2 separate regions of the Hordeum vulgare genome follow, and region 2 is linked to region 1. Evidence: chromatin contacts called from public Hi-C data. All regions are on one chromosome and are shown on one strand. The core of a region is the stretch at or near the end of the contact, and the rest is flanking DNA. Distances in the headings are between cores, read along the strand shown.

Region 1 (7,814 bases), core at 1,926-4,425:
CATCTTGATCCGGTGGAGGCACGGAGCCGTGGTCTTGTGAAGAACGGGGCAAGAGAGAAATAAGGGTTTAGTGGCTAGGTGCTGAGGCAAGGCGTGGACTCGAGATGGAATTGAGCACTTTAGGTTTAGATAATTAGGGTCTCAAAGACAGCCCGCATATCAGCCCCTCCTAGTGGGTACTTGTGGGTATCATGCATGATACCGTCGAAGGAAAATCTTGACCCATTTATGTACACATGAGTAGCTATTTTAGCCCAAATCCATAGTAATTACCCTTCTGGGGTCACATAATGGGTATCCATAGCCATCTTCATGGCTTCATAGAGATAGAAATAGAAACATCGGGAATTAGCACCAAGAACTTCCTCCAGAATAGAGTGCAAATGATTTCTAAGGATAAATGATTACATTCCTATAAATCTTAAAACATAACCCTCCAAAAAGACCTTTGCAATTCCCTTAAATCAAAGAAGCCCTTGCTTGTCTAAAGTTACTCATATCAGGCTCCCCTTCCTCTATAGATCTGGCTTTCCTGTCATGCCCACAAATGTGACAGTCACACTCACACCTACATGTATATATAGGTCAGGCTAGTACATAAGGTGAGAGGAAAAAGGGCAGTAGACCAGCTGGCTAACTAGCAATAGCTTGCTCGACCTAGATCGCACATGATGCCATACTAGTAGCTAGGTTGCACACATCAATATCTGCACATGGTTCTCGACGCACAACAGGAGTACTACCCGGTAAAGAGTATTGTATTTCTCCTGCTAAATGTCTGCTGATTCTGCGACTAAGTTCTCCCCACTTTTTATGGATTTTAATGTATTTTTTTTCTACTTGCAGATATTGAGTTTCCGTGCCACAAAAAGATAATTAGTCGTTAATTAACCTTTTTCTATCTAAAAGTCTACTGATATGTTATTGTGCATGCAGCCAATTTAGCATTGTGTTTTTACATATGAGTACAGATATACCATACTAAATGGTTGTGTGCATCATGATGATCTGAAGGTTGAGTGTTGCAGCGAATCAACCTGTAGTTAAATGTGCAGAAAGACAGTTATATCTTTAGCCCGCCAGGGTTTAAATCTTGCTGCTTGTATTATTATTGAATTTTATTTCAGGATTTTCGATGATGAATGTTTACTGGGAGAAGATGTTCTCATTAATTACGAGGCGTCTGTGACGAGTTCCTCAATTTCAATATGATATATACGTCTGAGTTTTCGAAAGTATTTTAAGAATGAGCAGGGCCGGCCTTGAGCAGGTGTAGCCGGTGCGGTGACATAGGGACTCCGCCTGCTAGGAGCCCCCACCCAGGCATGTGTATGCATGCCAATTACTTATTAACTTATACTCCCTTCGTTCCTAAATATAAGTCTTTTAAGATATTTTACTAGATGACTACATACGAAGCAAAATGATTGAATATACACTTTAAAGTATGATTACATACATCCGTACATAATTGTCTAGTAGAATCTTTAGAAAGACTTATATTTAGGAACAGAGGGAGTAGAAAAATTGTAAACCAAGTCAGCCCAATTACTAGCAGTTTTAGGCAGGCAACACACACTCAAGATAGCTATCGCTAAAGTTCCCTAAAAAATACTATCGCTAGAGAGATAAATCGCTAAGCATTGTGCATCTCCCTCGTCGCATAGTCTTCTCTCATTTCCTGGTTCTTCCCCGCTCCCTAATCACCGCCCATAATGGATCTACTCTCTCGTCCAGATTTCTAGCCATTTTAAATTAATTAATGGAGGTCGAGATCCTAATTTGTGGGATCCCTCCTTGATCTTCAAAAGTCAGTAGACTCCCCTCCTATCTACCCCCCTTAGGTTAGTGTATTTTTGTTCATCTGATTTGATTTGATTCATTCGTGTAAGCTTCAGTTGAGAGAGATAAAAAGTGAAGAAGGGATCAAAATATCAAATACAAGAGAAATAAGGCATTGACGGCAGCGGCAACTAGGAACCCAGGAGGCCACGCGGCGGCGCTCGTGCTCTAAAAGAGATTGACGGTAGTGCAGTGACGGGGCCAGCATGCAAGCATAGGAGGGCAAGTTTGTCCATAAAAGAGACAAAGCTCATATGAAATAAAAAAATTGGCTACAACGAACCCCTCCCCCCCCCCCCCCCCCCCACCCTCCGGGAACTAGCATGACGGTTCAAGGGTAAGCTGGCGGCAGCAAGGAACCAATGGAGTTTCATCTATACGACAAATGCTTTTGTTTTAACTTTCAATAACTGAAAGTCCTAATTCTCGTAGTGTGTATTTCTGCTTGTGTGCTAAGGTATCATTTGAAAACCGCATGTCTGGTTAAGAACAACATAACAGGGACAATAGAAAATTGTGTTGCATAAATTGTCGACTGAAAATTGATAGAAAATTGTAGTCCAGAGTATATAAGTTGCTACTAGATATACTCCTATAAAAATAGCTCTATAACTATTCATATATAGTTTTATAGTGGAATCTTTAAAATGCTTATATTTAAAAACAAAAGAAGTATATATAAACGCATACGTCTATACTTGATTTTTTTTAAAAATGAGTGTTTCAAACTTTATTTAAAAAGCGAATACTATAATATGTCTATTACTGTTTTTTAGTCGGATTAGTTTTTGTTTTTGGTGGTGGATATGTCTATTACTTACACACACAGTTTATACTGGAGAAGCACGCAATACACGATATTTTACTCGAACAGTCAATCTATTTTTTTTAACATAATATAGAGACAAGCGTTCATATACCAAGATTTTACCTCTACGAACGCACATACGCCCATCCTATTCCTATAAACACCTTCGAAAGATTAAACCGGGAATACCATCTTAAGATTTACCAAGATTTTATTCTAACATAAAAGTTAAGTACCAAAGTCTAATCCTTCACCATACAAGAGGTAATACTAACGTTATCACTAAGAAATTCTTAGTTGCTAGTACTAAGATAAACTACTACACACCGTTAATCTTAGAGTAGGCAACATGTTCTGGAAAGAAAGAGAGGGATAATAATTGAATAGAGGATACGTTCGTTCCACCACCCTGGAAAAAACCACCATATCTGCTGCCTAAAGCGTTGTGCCCGGCCGGCACAGTGGAAAACCCTAGGGCTCAAATAATTAACTAGTACTACGTCACGTCCATAGGTCCGAGACATAGCTACCTCTGTCTGCGCAGTGGCTCTCACATCATAGGGTTTCTGTGGGCCCAAACGCCGCGCGGCGAGAGAGATCGATCGATCGATCGATCGAGACAGTACGTATTATTCCACCAGTAATCTTTTCGTGGCGTACATGAGCCGTCAGATTTCGATCCAACGTACCGATAGACCCGACTCGTAAGAATACGTACCACGCGTACTGGGCGATTTGATGCGGCGATGTACCGATGTGAGCTATACTTATTGGTCAAGCACGGCATCATATCATGCATGCATCGTGTACACAGGCCAGATTAACCAGAGAGGAAGGCAGTTTAAACCACTGTTGCCGACTCCAAGAAGCTTAATTATAGCTGACAGCCCCCTGCGGCCGGCCACATGGACGATGCATGGGCGACATGTGGTGTTCGGTCCATGATTAGGTCCATGCTTTGGTGCATAACCAGAGAGCGTCTTCGGCTGAGGCCGATCGACCCTTAGCCCTAGCGGGTAGATGGATGTAATCTGCTTAATTATGCAGTAACTGCCAGTAAGAACAGCTATTTTTTTCAAATAATACATTTATTTTCATGATTTCAAAAAATAATGCATATGTTGAAAGTTTTTCAAAAATAGAATTCAGGATTCAGTCGGCTTCGATGAAGTTGATAGGGTTCCAGCCGGCTTCGGCGATGTCAATTAGTACTAATCGGCTCCGGTAAAAGCAATTAGTACTACTAATTGGCTTCGTCGAAACGGACTAGTGCATGCTACATATTTTGCATCATAATTTTATCTCTAGTTTCCCGTCATCCTCTCCCTAATTTCCCGCCACCCTTTCCTAGTTTCCCGACACCTTATTCCTTCATTCCTTCCGCCATTTTCTTTCACGCGGCAGAACATATTTTTTTATGGACTGCCGACAACGACGACGAAGACGATATCTTCATGCCGAGCATCAAGGCCAAGACTATCGCATCGTTGAAGGGCCAGAGTGCTGCATCGACGGAGGATGACGATGATGTCTTCATGTATTTTTTAGGTTGTAGTTTTTAAATTCAATCATATCGTTTAATTCGGTTGTACTTTTATCTTAATTATCTGTTCCAGTCTCTTTGAAATGTGACTTGAATAGAAATGTGTCTCGAATAACAATGAGGTTTTAGTGGCCTCAGCCAGACGTGCGAAAGGTAAAAGCCCAACCCATTTCATCCGTCGTAGGCGCATGCAGACGACACTCCATAAAGAAGTATGTTCTGCTGCATAATTTAGGAATGATTCACTCTTATGTCGCCGCTTCATCCATCTTCCATGCAATCAAAGTTGTCAGAATCGTGACTCAAGTCTTAGAATCTTACGATCTTAGGATCCAAACTAGCCCCTCTGATTCTATGATTTTGCTCATAGAATCTAAGTTTCTATGATCCTGATAGTTAAGATTCTACGATTCACGATCCTAGCAACGGAGCTCCCATCCGATTCTGAATCGCGATTCTGACAACTTTGCATGCAACCTAAGAAGTTCTTTCTGTATCTCCTCAAAGGTTCCTGAAGGCCACCCGTAACGAGTTAATGCTTGACTCAACTCATTCAGTAAGGTGTCACTACTTATGATTTCGTCCCATGAAACTACTGTATTGTCAATCTTAAAATCACTGGCAAACCACAGAAGACGTTGGGACATACTAGGATGAAAGCTACGATCAAAATGTAAACCGGACATCTTGACGAGACTATACTGGACTCCTTACCCACCCTAATTTCAAGGGGGTTTTATAGTTTGAGAAAAGAAGATGGCAGGAAAGAAGATGGCGGGAAAGAAGATGGCGAGAAAGAAGATGGCGGGAAAGAATGGCGCGAACAAATGGAGAGAAAATGTGACGGGAAACTAGGGAGAGAATGGCGAAAAACTAGGGATAAAATTGCGATGCAAAATATGTGACATGCATCAATTGGTTTCAGCAAAGCCGATTAGTATTAATTGGCTTCACCGAAGCCCATTAGTACTAATTGGCTTCGCCGAAGCCGATTGGAATCCTATCAGCTCCACCGAAGCAGATTGGAATCCTATCAGCTCGTCCGAAGCTGATTAGCACCCGTTGGCTTCGTCGAAGCCGATTGGATTCTATTTTTGAAAAACTTTTAACATGCATATTGTTTTTCAAAATTATGAAAATAAATGCATTATTTTAAAAAATAGCATAAGAACAAGCCTCTTATCAAGTACTTCCTTTGTCCAGAAATATTTGTCGAACAAATAAATGTATTTAAATATATTTTAGTTCAACATTATTACTCATTTCGGTGGCATATTTCGAACGGAATGAAAATCATCGATATATAACTCAATAACTCTTTTGGTATAAAATCATAACCACAAGCAAGTAGAATACAAATCTAACGGACATCAACTGAAAGTCACGTAAGACATAACACTACATCCTTTGATCCATACTAATTATCACTGATTTAGTATAGTTCGGAGTGGATAATAATTTAACAGTTCACTCACACACAAAATCATAACCTTTCATGGGCATACAGAAAAAGAAAACAATGTAACTGTAAGTTAATGGCTTGTCCAAAAAACTTAACATCAACTGGTTGGGCGGGCCAAAACAGCCTTAGCTAAAGGGAAACACTTTTTGTCTTTTTTCAAAAAGCCTAACTTATGTACTCTTCAATGTTTTGATCATTGGCTGGACGGGCCATGGCCTTTCTAGCCTTCATGTAAGCCGAATAGACGATGTTAGGGAGAAAACCTATTTAGGGCCACAGGCGCCGATTAAAGGTAAAAATTGGCGAACCGACGCCTACAGCGCTCCTAAATAGGCCGGCCTATATAGAGATTTTTTATGAACTTTTTTTAGTCCGTGAACTGTTTTAGCCCGTGAATTTTTTTGGAAAATCGGTGAACTTTTTTAAAAGTTGATATTTTTTTTGGAAATTCGTGAACATTTCTGAAAATCGATGAACATAATTTAAAATTGATGAACATTTTTCAAAATCCGTGAACTATTTTTAAAAATTGATGAATTTTTTCAAAATCAGTGAACTGTGTTTTATAAAATGATGAACTTTTTTCAAAATAGATGATATTTTTCGAATTCAGTGAACTTTTTGAAAATCCATGAACATATTTTCTAAAAATAGGTCAATTTTTTCATAATAATGAACTTTTTTTCAAATCTCAACTTTTTAAAATTCTGTGAAGTTTTTTCAAATTTTTAATGACCAATGAATTTTTACATGGGCCGGCCCATAAGGAGCGCTGCACGCGCCGTTTTTCCTAACCGGCGCTGAAGGCGCCGAATAGGAGGTCCCGATGTTAGGCCCCAGTGCTTCATGCACTCCAATATTTTCAAATATTCAAAAATATGTTTAAGTAATAGAAAAATAAAACACATTTACTCGTGTGTGTGTGTATATTCCCCACTTCTATTCAAAATGATCAACAAGTGATCTATTTCTTCATTAAGTTATGTGGATACACCGTGCACAACTATATGTATATTATTTTCCCAAAAGATTTAACAACTAAAGCAAAAAAAAAAAACTTCTGAAATACTGGACGTATTGGGGACCACAATCCATTTGCATTTTTCTGTGCTAGTGCGTTCTCATTACACCTAAGTTTTACCATATACTCCCTCCGTCCCAAAGTAAATGTCTTAACTTTGTATAAGCTCTAGTACAAATTTGTACTAAGCTTAAACACTTATTTTAAGACGGAGGGAGTACGAATTAGTATTGGTTGTGGATTACGAACTTAACTTATCAGGCTAGTCATAGTAAGGAGTAACTTAGACTAGTGTGATGTACTACCTCGGTTTCTTTTTGTTTTACCCATAAGATTTGGTTAAAGTCAAGATTTGTATTGTTTGACTAACGTTATATAAAAAAATATCAATATTCATAATATGGACTCAATATTATCAGATGCATCATGAAATATATTTTCTTACTACATAGTTTTAGTATTGTAGATGTTCATATTTTTTTAGTATAAATTTAGTCAAACTTTGCGTAACGTATGATCATAGATGCTTGTATTTATTAGATTGTAGACTCATTTTGTTTTAGGTTACGTTATGTTACGGTAACATATTATATTACTCTAAATAATTCAATCCTTATTAATTACATGTTACATAAACAAACTTATCTTGAAATGTGCTATGTTACTAGCTAAATTACTGCCACTATAACCAACCTGAGGTTTTGTCTTGATTAACTTTTAGAAAGATAACTAATTATTTTTATTTAATGGAGTACTCCTGAGGAGGTTGTTCATAGAAAAATTAGTAGCTTAAACTTTTAGTAGGGTGTATAGGGCATATTTCTAAGAATTGTTGTGGGATTATATTAGAGGGTAGCATATAGGGGTAGTTTATTATGAACAAAATGTTTGGTGGAAACACGAAAGTAATGTAATGTTTGACAACAAGAATATAGTTCGTGGTATACATTTTTCCCTCACAAAAAGGAATATAGCCGGTGGTGATGAGAAGGGACGGAACCACCATTTATGCATGTCTCGGTTCCCTTCATAAACCTAATTCGTCGTTCGGTCTTTTATGCCCAAAACAATCAGTTTGCTTGTGTTTTATATTTGTGAAAATTTATCTATAGGTTGCACTAAGCATACATATTTTTGG
Region 2 (7,529 bases), core at 2,593-5,092, 250 kb before region 1:
TGACCATCTTTGATCAACGAGCTAGTCAACTAGAGGCTTACTAGGGACAGTGTTTTGTCTATGTATCCACACAAGTATTGCGTTTCCAATCAATACAATTATAGCATGTATAATAAACGATTATCATGAACAAAGAAATATAATAATAACTAATTATTATTGCCTATAGGGCATATTTCCAACAATAGGATGCGGTACTACCCCTTATGGGCGTTAGTACCGCTCCTCGCAGCGTTAGTATCGCCCTGGTAGTACTACCGCCCTCTGCCTCCCTCCTGAGATGCTTCTCCGCAGCCACAACGTTAGTACCGCTCCCAGGAGCGGTACTACCTCTAACGGGTGGTAGTACCGCTCTCTGGAGCAGTAGTACCGCTTTTGTGCGGACTAAGCGGTAACGGTTGGATTTTCCCCTCCTATAAAAGGGGTTCTTCTTCCCATTGAACCCCATCTTTTTAGCTCGTGTTCTTCCCCCATTGTTGACCTTCTTCGATCTTGCTAACTATCAATCCCTCCAATGATTCTTGCTAGTTCTTCAGGGAAAAGAGAGAGAGGAGATCTAGATCCAAATTTCGACCAATCACTTTCTCCTCTATGTGAGGGGAACCCCTTGGATCTAGATCTTGGAGTTCTTTGTGAGTTCCTTGTTCTTCCTCTCATATTCCTCCATAGCTTTTGTTTTTGTGGAGGGATTTGAGTGTGAGGGACTTGACCACTGCGTGTGTTCTTGCCACTGCATTAGTTGCATCGATTTGAGTTCTCCACGGTGATACATGGAAGTGAAGTGTGAGAAGCTTATTACTCTTGGGTGCTTGGTACCCTAGAGCTTGTTCTTCTTGGGTGTTTTTGCGTCCTAGATGCTTGGTGGTGCCTTAGATCTCAATCATTGTGGTGTAAAGTTTCGGGCAAGCGTGAGGGTCTCCAATTAGGTTGTGGAGATTGCCCCAAGCATTTGAGGTCACCTCGGAGCCACACTCCATTTTTGTGAAGCTTCATGGTGTTGTTGGGAGCCTCCAATTAAGTTGTGGAGATTGCCCCAACCTTGTTGTACAGGTTCGGTGACCATCCTCAAGGGTCCCTTGGTGGAATCACGACATCTTGCATTGTGCGAGGGCGTGAGGAGATTACGGTGGCCCTAGTGGCTTCTTGGGGATCATTGTGCCTCCACACCGCTCACAACGGAGATTATCATTCGCAAGGGTGTGAACTTCGAGATACATCATCGTCTTCACGCGCCTCGGTTATCTCTTACCCGAGCCCTTTACTTATGCACTTTACTTTGTGATAGCCATATTATTTCATGTCATATATGTTGCTATCACTTAGTTGTTTATCTTGCTCAGCATAAGTTATTGGTGCACATAGGTGAGCCTAATTTTTTAAGGTTTTGTGCTTGACTAATTAAATGTTAGTTTTATTCCGTATTTGTTCAAGCCCAAACCGTAATTGTTTTTAAGCGTATATTCAACCTCCCTCTAGGCGATATCCACGTCCTTTCACCGTTCCTCTTCATGGAAAACGTAATGCAGATCACAAGTATCAGTCCTCACCTATGTCAGGATCGATGTCAAGGATAACTTCATCAAGATTCGTTGCGCTTAAAGCTCTCGCAAGTGGTCTCAACCAAGTTTGACCGAATCGAGCCCAAGTGGCACAGTCATCAAAGCCGTTAGGAGACGATGTTTGAATAATCATTCCCTCGCAGAACTAAGATAAGGCGAACGAGTAGGATGTCGGGCATCACCTGCATGTCTGGACCCATTGGGTAGTCGCACCTGGTTGTTCATGTTGTTCCTGCCCTTCGGTTGAATGGTGATGAGTCCATTTAGTTTTTATAAATTCCATGATTCCACCAAGACTTTGTTGTGTAGTTTGAGACATCATGCTCAATTCAGATTCCACTTGGACACAACTAAAGATCATGAAGGACTCACAGGCTAATAGCGATGCCATGCCCACGTGGTTTACTGGGGAGGTGGGAGTTGGGTTGTTAGCCATTGACTGTCCCAAGCCCATGTTTCGTCCCATGAAGCACACCAGGTGCATCTCGCAAGATACGGTGTAATCTCGTGTGATTAGGTTGTACCATGTCACCTCGGATACGTGCAAACCTTAGCTTTGTCCCTTTATATAACACAAGGCAGGGACATCGGGTCGACTATCTTCAACCTCCCATACTCAATGCAATGCTTACTATCTACACCGTTGCACACAAATTCTAGCTCTCATACAAGGCTATGACCCCCATTATACATGGAAGCAGGAGTAGTGTATTATCTTGATCGTGAAGGACGAAATCTAGGTAAACTTGCCTAATGTGAATCGCATCTACGCAACGAGCTACATGCAATAAACTTGCCTATGGGTTAAAGTTTGAGATTCGACATCGATATGTATGCTCCTAGAATTAATGAATTCTCTTACAAATGTATTGTTTGCATAGTGTTTTCTCGTATTTTTTCACCCAATACCATCCTCACATGTAATTTGAGCGTATGAGACATATTAGCATTGATATTCCCATTTGTTGTGCATAAAACTAGACTACTGTGTAGGTTAGGGATTCAGGTGACAAAATTTGTAAGAGAATTACCCCTGTGGTTTACATTATGTGTTTCTTGGCATGTAAATCTACTTCTTTTACTTATTTTTTAAGACACGGTCAGAAGAAATACTGCAAGGCATCAAATGAAATACTTGATACAGCTGCTAAAAACACACAAATGAACATATTTCATCGGTAAAGGTTCAAAACCGAGCACTTGTGCTTCTTGGGAGTTTTACACTGGATTTGGTTTTTTTGTGAAAAAGTTTATGCGCACACGTTTTTTGAGAGTGAGTTGTAAGCGCAGATGTTGGTAGTAAGTACGGACAAGGATGGTCTTTGACTGATGGGCTGCAGATGCAAATGACGTATGCACTGCTGTTGCTGGCCCATTGTGTCAGTGTTTGTAGGCTTGTAAATTCACACCTCTCACTTATTTTCAAGTATTCAACCTAGAACAAATTTGTAGTCATGTTAGATGGAAACAACTCGTCTCACGTCAAAGTTATTCCACAATAATAAAATGTGCTTCTACCACATTGCGCTCGACGATATATCACGAAAGAATTACCATTATGAAATTTAGTTGTGCGGTAAAACAACAATGATAAGAGACATGTTGTGATATACCCCATACTATCAAATGATTGGCTCCACCATGACTTAATTTTTCGGAACAATACCAAAAGTAACTAAATGAACATAGAACTAGCTTAGGTAATATATGCTCTGCACTGTTCAGCTATATGCTGCCTTGCACCTTGCAAAATGGAAATAAATAACACAACTAAATGGATTTGTTACAATGCTGGGTACAGAAAACTCAGCCACCCCTGTTGTATCTCTCTCGTGTTCAAGATTCACCCTACATGTACCAGGCGTGCCTAAAACCGAAGCAAATCTCTCGGTTAATCAAATTGCTCACTACATATACTTACTTATAGCATGGAAGAAAGATTGCAGCAAGAAAGAAAGCAAGCAAGCAGTACACACACAACACAAGCAACCTAACTCATCTCATGTCAAGCAGTAGTACTATTACCAGTACTGCCACGCAGCGGCAACAACCAAGCGCTACATGAACGGCGCAGAGGATCCGCAAGAAGAAATGGGTGGGGAGAGGCGAATCAGATGCCACACCACCCAATCCACACAAACACATCTACGCACACACACATCCCACTATCTTCTTTACTCCACCCACACGCTGGCCAGCAAAAGTGGAGGAGGCCCTAACCCTAACCCTAACCCAACCAGGGCAGGGCTGGTTAACCTGACCTAACCTAAACCTAACCACAGGGGGCCCCACAAAAGATATTGAAAGCTCCGTGGCCTGCGTGGGCCCGGTGGGGATGGGGGTGCATTCAAGGAGGGGACGGACGGACTGTTGTCAAGCAAAAGTACAAAATAATGGTGGTGGTTTGCTGCTGTGCTTACCTATACCATCATGCTTGGCGGGCTGCAAGGTGCACCCCGCCCGTGCACTTCACAAAATAAACTACAGTGTGTATCGTTGGAAAAGGTTTAATTTGGCTTATCGCTTAGTAGTGTTTTCTTTTTATTATGGGTGTAGGGTGCAATGCTATTTTATGTAGAATATATAAATAATAACAGAATATATGCACACCGAGTCAGCTCATAAAGACAGATCATCTTGGTCCAAACTTAATACTCTCTCCGTCTGAAATTACTTGTCATCAAAATGAAAAAAAAATGAATGTATCTGAAATTAAAATATGTCTAGATGTATTTTTTTTTATGACAAGTAATTCCGGACGAAGAAAGTATTAGTTATTAGGGTTTGGTGAAGAAGAAACTTACCTCAGTAATAGACAGAAGTAAGCAACTCTCTCCTTTCCCTCCAATAGAATGCACAAAGCTCCTGCTGCACAATCCAAAATTAAATAATTTAACAAAAGTCTATAATAAAAAAACAGGTTATTTTATCTCAAAATTGGTGAAAGCTTATCAAGCAGCATGCATGTATATATGGATATTAGCAGAATCTTCTAAATCACCACATTAGCTGAAAATGACAATGTTGCCTTCTATAGTCAACACATTCAAGAGTGCGGTTCCCTTCCAAGACTGATTTCCTTTTTATCATCGTAACTTCTGAAAGAATCAATGCATTGATATACACAAATATATACATCAAGCCCTGCCCCACATTATCTTTTATTTTCCTGGAGCAACAAATATTCTCTTTTCAGCTTGATGCTTGCCACGCTTTGCCCTCACCTACCACACATTGCCACCTGTTTCTTCTAACACCAGCACTTGAGGGAGAAGGATTGTGCTGCAACAGGGAGATGTCATTTCTTGCTCCCTGCAGCACATGGTTCTTGACGTTCGTCATATCATTCTTAGCCCAGTTTCGCTACTGATTAAAAAAGTAATTAACCATGTCATTTTCTCCTTAACAGAGTGGCACTCTTATAAGTCTACACGGGCTAGCTTCTTCATTCATTCCTGAGTTGAAGGTGGATTTACATTAGCAATATATTCAAAGTGCATGTATTTTTTTTTGCGATGACAAAGTGCATGTATTTGGTAGTGTAAGATTTGTAATCTGTCTTCTACCTTATTTTTAGGAAAGGTTTCTTCCCTTTCAAGTATGTACTTCTATATATACTCGTCCATAAGGCTTAATACAACATCCATCATATTTCACATCAATCCCTCTCTCTTCGTTCCAACATGGTATATATCACAAGTTTCTAGACCTAGTCGTCGCCCGCCGCTTCCGTCCCGTGCGCCGCCTCCGGGGCGGTCGACCTTCATGACCGCCATCAGGGCCACGATGCCCGTACCTAGGGTTCGTCCGCCCCTCGTGTTGTCCGGCTACCCTAGAGAGTCTTTTTCTCGATCCTTTGATCCGGGTTTTTTCACTCTTCCTGCGGTCACTTTGATCGGCGTTTTTTTGGTTTTTGATCTAAGATCGGATGCACCATCTGCCGCCGCCGTCGACACCCGCGTGCCTCTACTTCGACAAAGACGCGCACCTCGTCAGCCCGTCGCGGCGATTGCCGCGCGACTGCCCGCCTGTTTCCCTGCGTCGGCCGTCACCGCCAACGGCGCGATCCCGACCTCTTCGGCAACCCGACACCCACGCACGACGAGGCGACCCGGAAACCACGCACGACGCGGCGACCCGCCCTCACCGTCGTTCGCGGGACTGCCCTCCCGTCGCTCCGCGCCGGTCGTCGTTGCCCGCGTCCAATCAGGATCCTACATCACCTACTGTCTCCCTCGCCGCTCGTCGGCTCTCTCGGGCTCGTCGTCTGCCTGGCTCGGGCAACCTTGTCGACTCGGGCTTTTTTGGCTCGGGTATTTGCCGTCCCTTGTCGGCTGCCTCGGGCTTTTGTGCTCGGGCGTCGGCTGCCTCGGGCATGCCCTTCCCCGTCAGCCATCATCCCCTTGGTCTCCTTGACCACCCCGCTTCACCGTCCACGACACCGTCATCATCACCGAGCAATGCCCCCGACCTCGCGTGCAATCGAATCGATCACCCGCCCGCCGCGATTGACTCCATCCGCGCCGTGCGACTAACTTGATCAGTCGGTTGCATGCGCCTCCGCGGGTCCTGTGAAGGATGTCCTCGAGTATAGCGCGACCCTCCATCGATCAAGAATGGGTTGCCACTGCGTCGCCCTGTCGGGCCGTAGCGCCGCCGCCCCTTGGTTCTCCCCACAGTTGCCCTGTCACGCGCAAGATGCGACCCTATCCTTAATTTGGCACGAAGGCCTCGTCAGGGATAGAAGCACATCTCGTCGTGTCGCAAGAATGGATATCGTTACAAGTACATGCACTGAAAAGAAGATATATATATATATTATAGAATTGGCTTACACTCGCCACAAGCTACATCAGAGTCACATCCGTACATTACATAATCATCAAGAGTAAGAGCAGGGTCCGACTACGGACGAAAACAAACGAGAAAATAAGAACGACGTCCATCCTTGCTATCCCAGGCTGCCGACCTGGAACCCATCCTAGATCGATGAAGAAGAAGAAGAAGAAGCAACTCCAAATGAACGATCAACGCGCTCGCGTCAAGTAACCTTTACCTGTACCTGCAACCGGTGTTGTAGTAATCTGTGAGCCATAGGGGACTCAGCAATCTCATTTCCAAAGGTATCAAGACTAGCAAAGCTTAATGGGTGAGATATGGTTAACTGGTGAGGTTGCAGCAGCGACTAAGCATATATTTGGTGGCTAAGCTTACGAGTACAAGAAATAAGAGAGGGAAGATCTACGCATAACGGACGTGTACTAATCATGATCAAAGGAATGATCCTGAACACCTACCTACGTCACACATAACCCCACCGTGTCCTCGATCGGAGTAAGAACTCACGAAGGAGACAGTCACAGTTACGCACACAGTTGGCATATTTTATTTAAGTTAACTTCAAGTTATCTAGAACCAGTGTTAAACAAAGTTTCCACGTTGCCACATAACCGCCGGCACGGCTTTCCGAAAGGTTTAACCCTGCAGGGGTGCTCCAACTAGTCCATCACAAATTACCACAAGCCGCATAGAAATCCTCAATCACGACACTCGCGATCTCATTGGATTCCTTAGTGGAAAACCTCAACTCTGAGATTACCCAAAGCATCACTGGAATCCCGATGCACAAGATATCTCGTCAAAGGTAAAACTAATCCAGCGAGGCCGCCCGGCGTGTCGACGACCCCGATAGGAGCCGCGTATCTCGTTCTCAGGACACGGTGGATGAGCGACGCGTACGGTGGCCTAATAGAAATCTCCCAAGTTGCCCTGGGTTGGCCCCGCACAGTGCTCTGTTTTGGACCAACACCATCAGCACTGGCCCTCCCTGTATTATGTAGAATTACTCCTCGGGTTCATGACGCCCTATGCTTTCAGTATTAACAAAATTATTATGTTGGGAAAATGTAGTACCAATGTTGGGCCTTGCCGGACCAGCTTTAGTCTAAAACGAATTATCAAGGGGGTCCC

What was found. A called contact is a pair of places that touch in the nucleus more often than the background predicts.
Region 2: a contact with region 1 is called in a Hi-C map of seedling, with 5 times the contacts expected there. The contact joins two enhancer-like sites. A contact is called at or near these places in 2 of 6 Hi-C or Micro-C datasets (leaf and seedling).

Annotation. Positions count from the first base shown.
Region 1 is chr3H:134,514,407-134,522,220 of MorexV3_pseudomolecules_assembly, reverse strand. No RefSeq gene overlaps it. Among protein-coding and RNA genes, the nearest start is that of LOC123445799, 280 kb to the right of the region's middle. Within about 2 kb of position 3,175, at least 3 of the 3 cell types and tissues checked have open chromatin away from gene starts, as enhancers often do. A contact at or near this core is called in leaf and seedling, where this site is marked.
Region 2 is chr3H:134,764,799-134,772,327 of MorexV3_pseudomolecules_assembly, reverse strand. No RefSeq gene overlaps it. Among protein-coding and RNA genes, the nearest start is that of LOC123443252, 120 kb to the left of the region's middle. Within about 2 kb of position 3,842, at least 3 of the 3 cell types and tissues checked have open chromatin away from gene starts, as enhancers often do. A contact at or near this core is called in leaf and seedling, where this site is marked.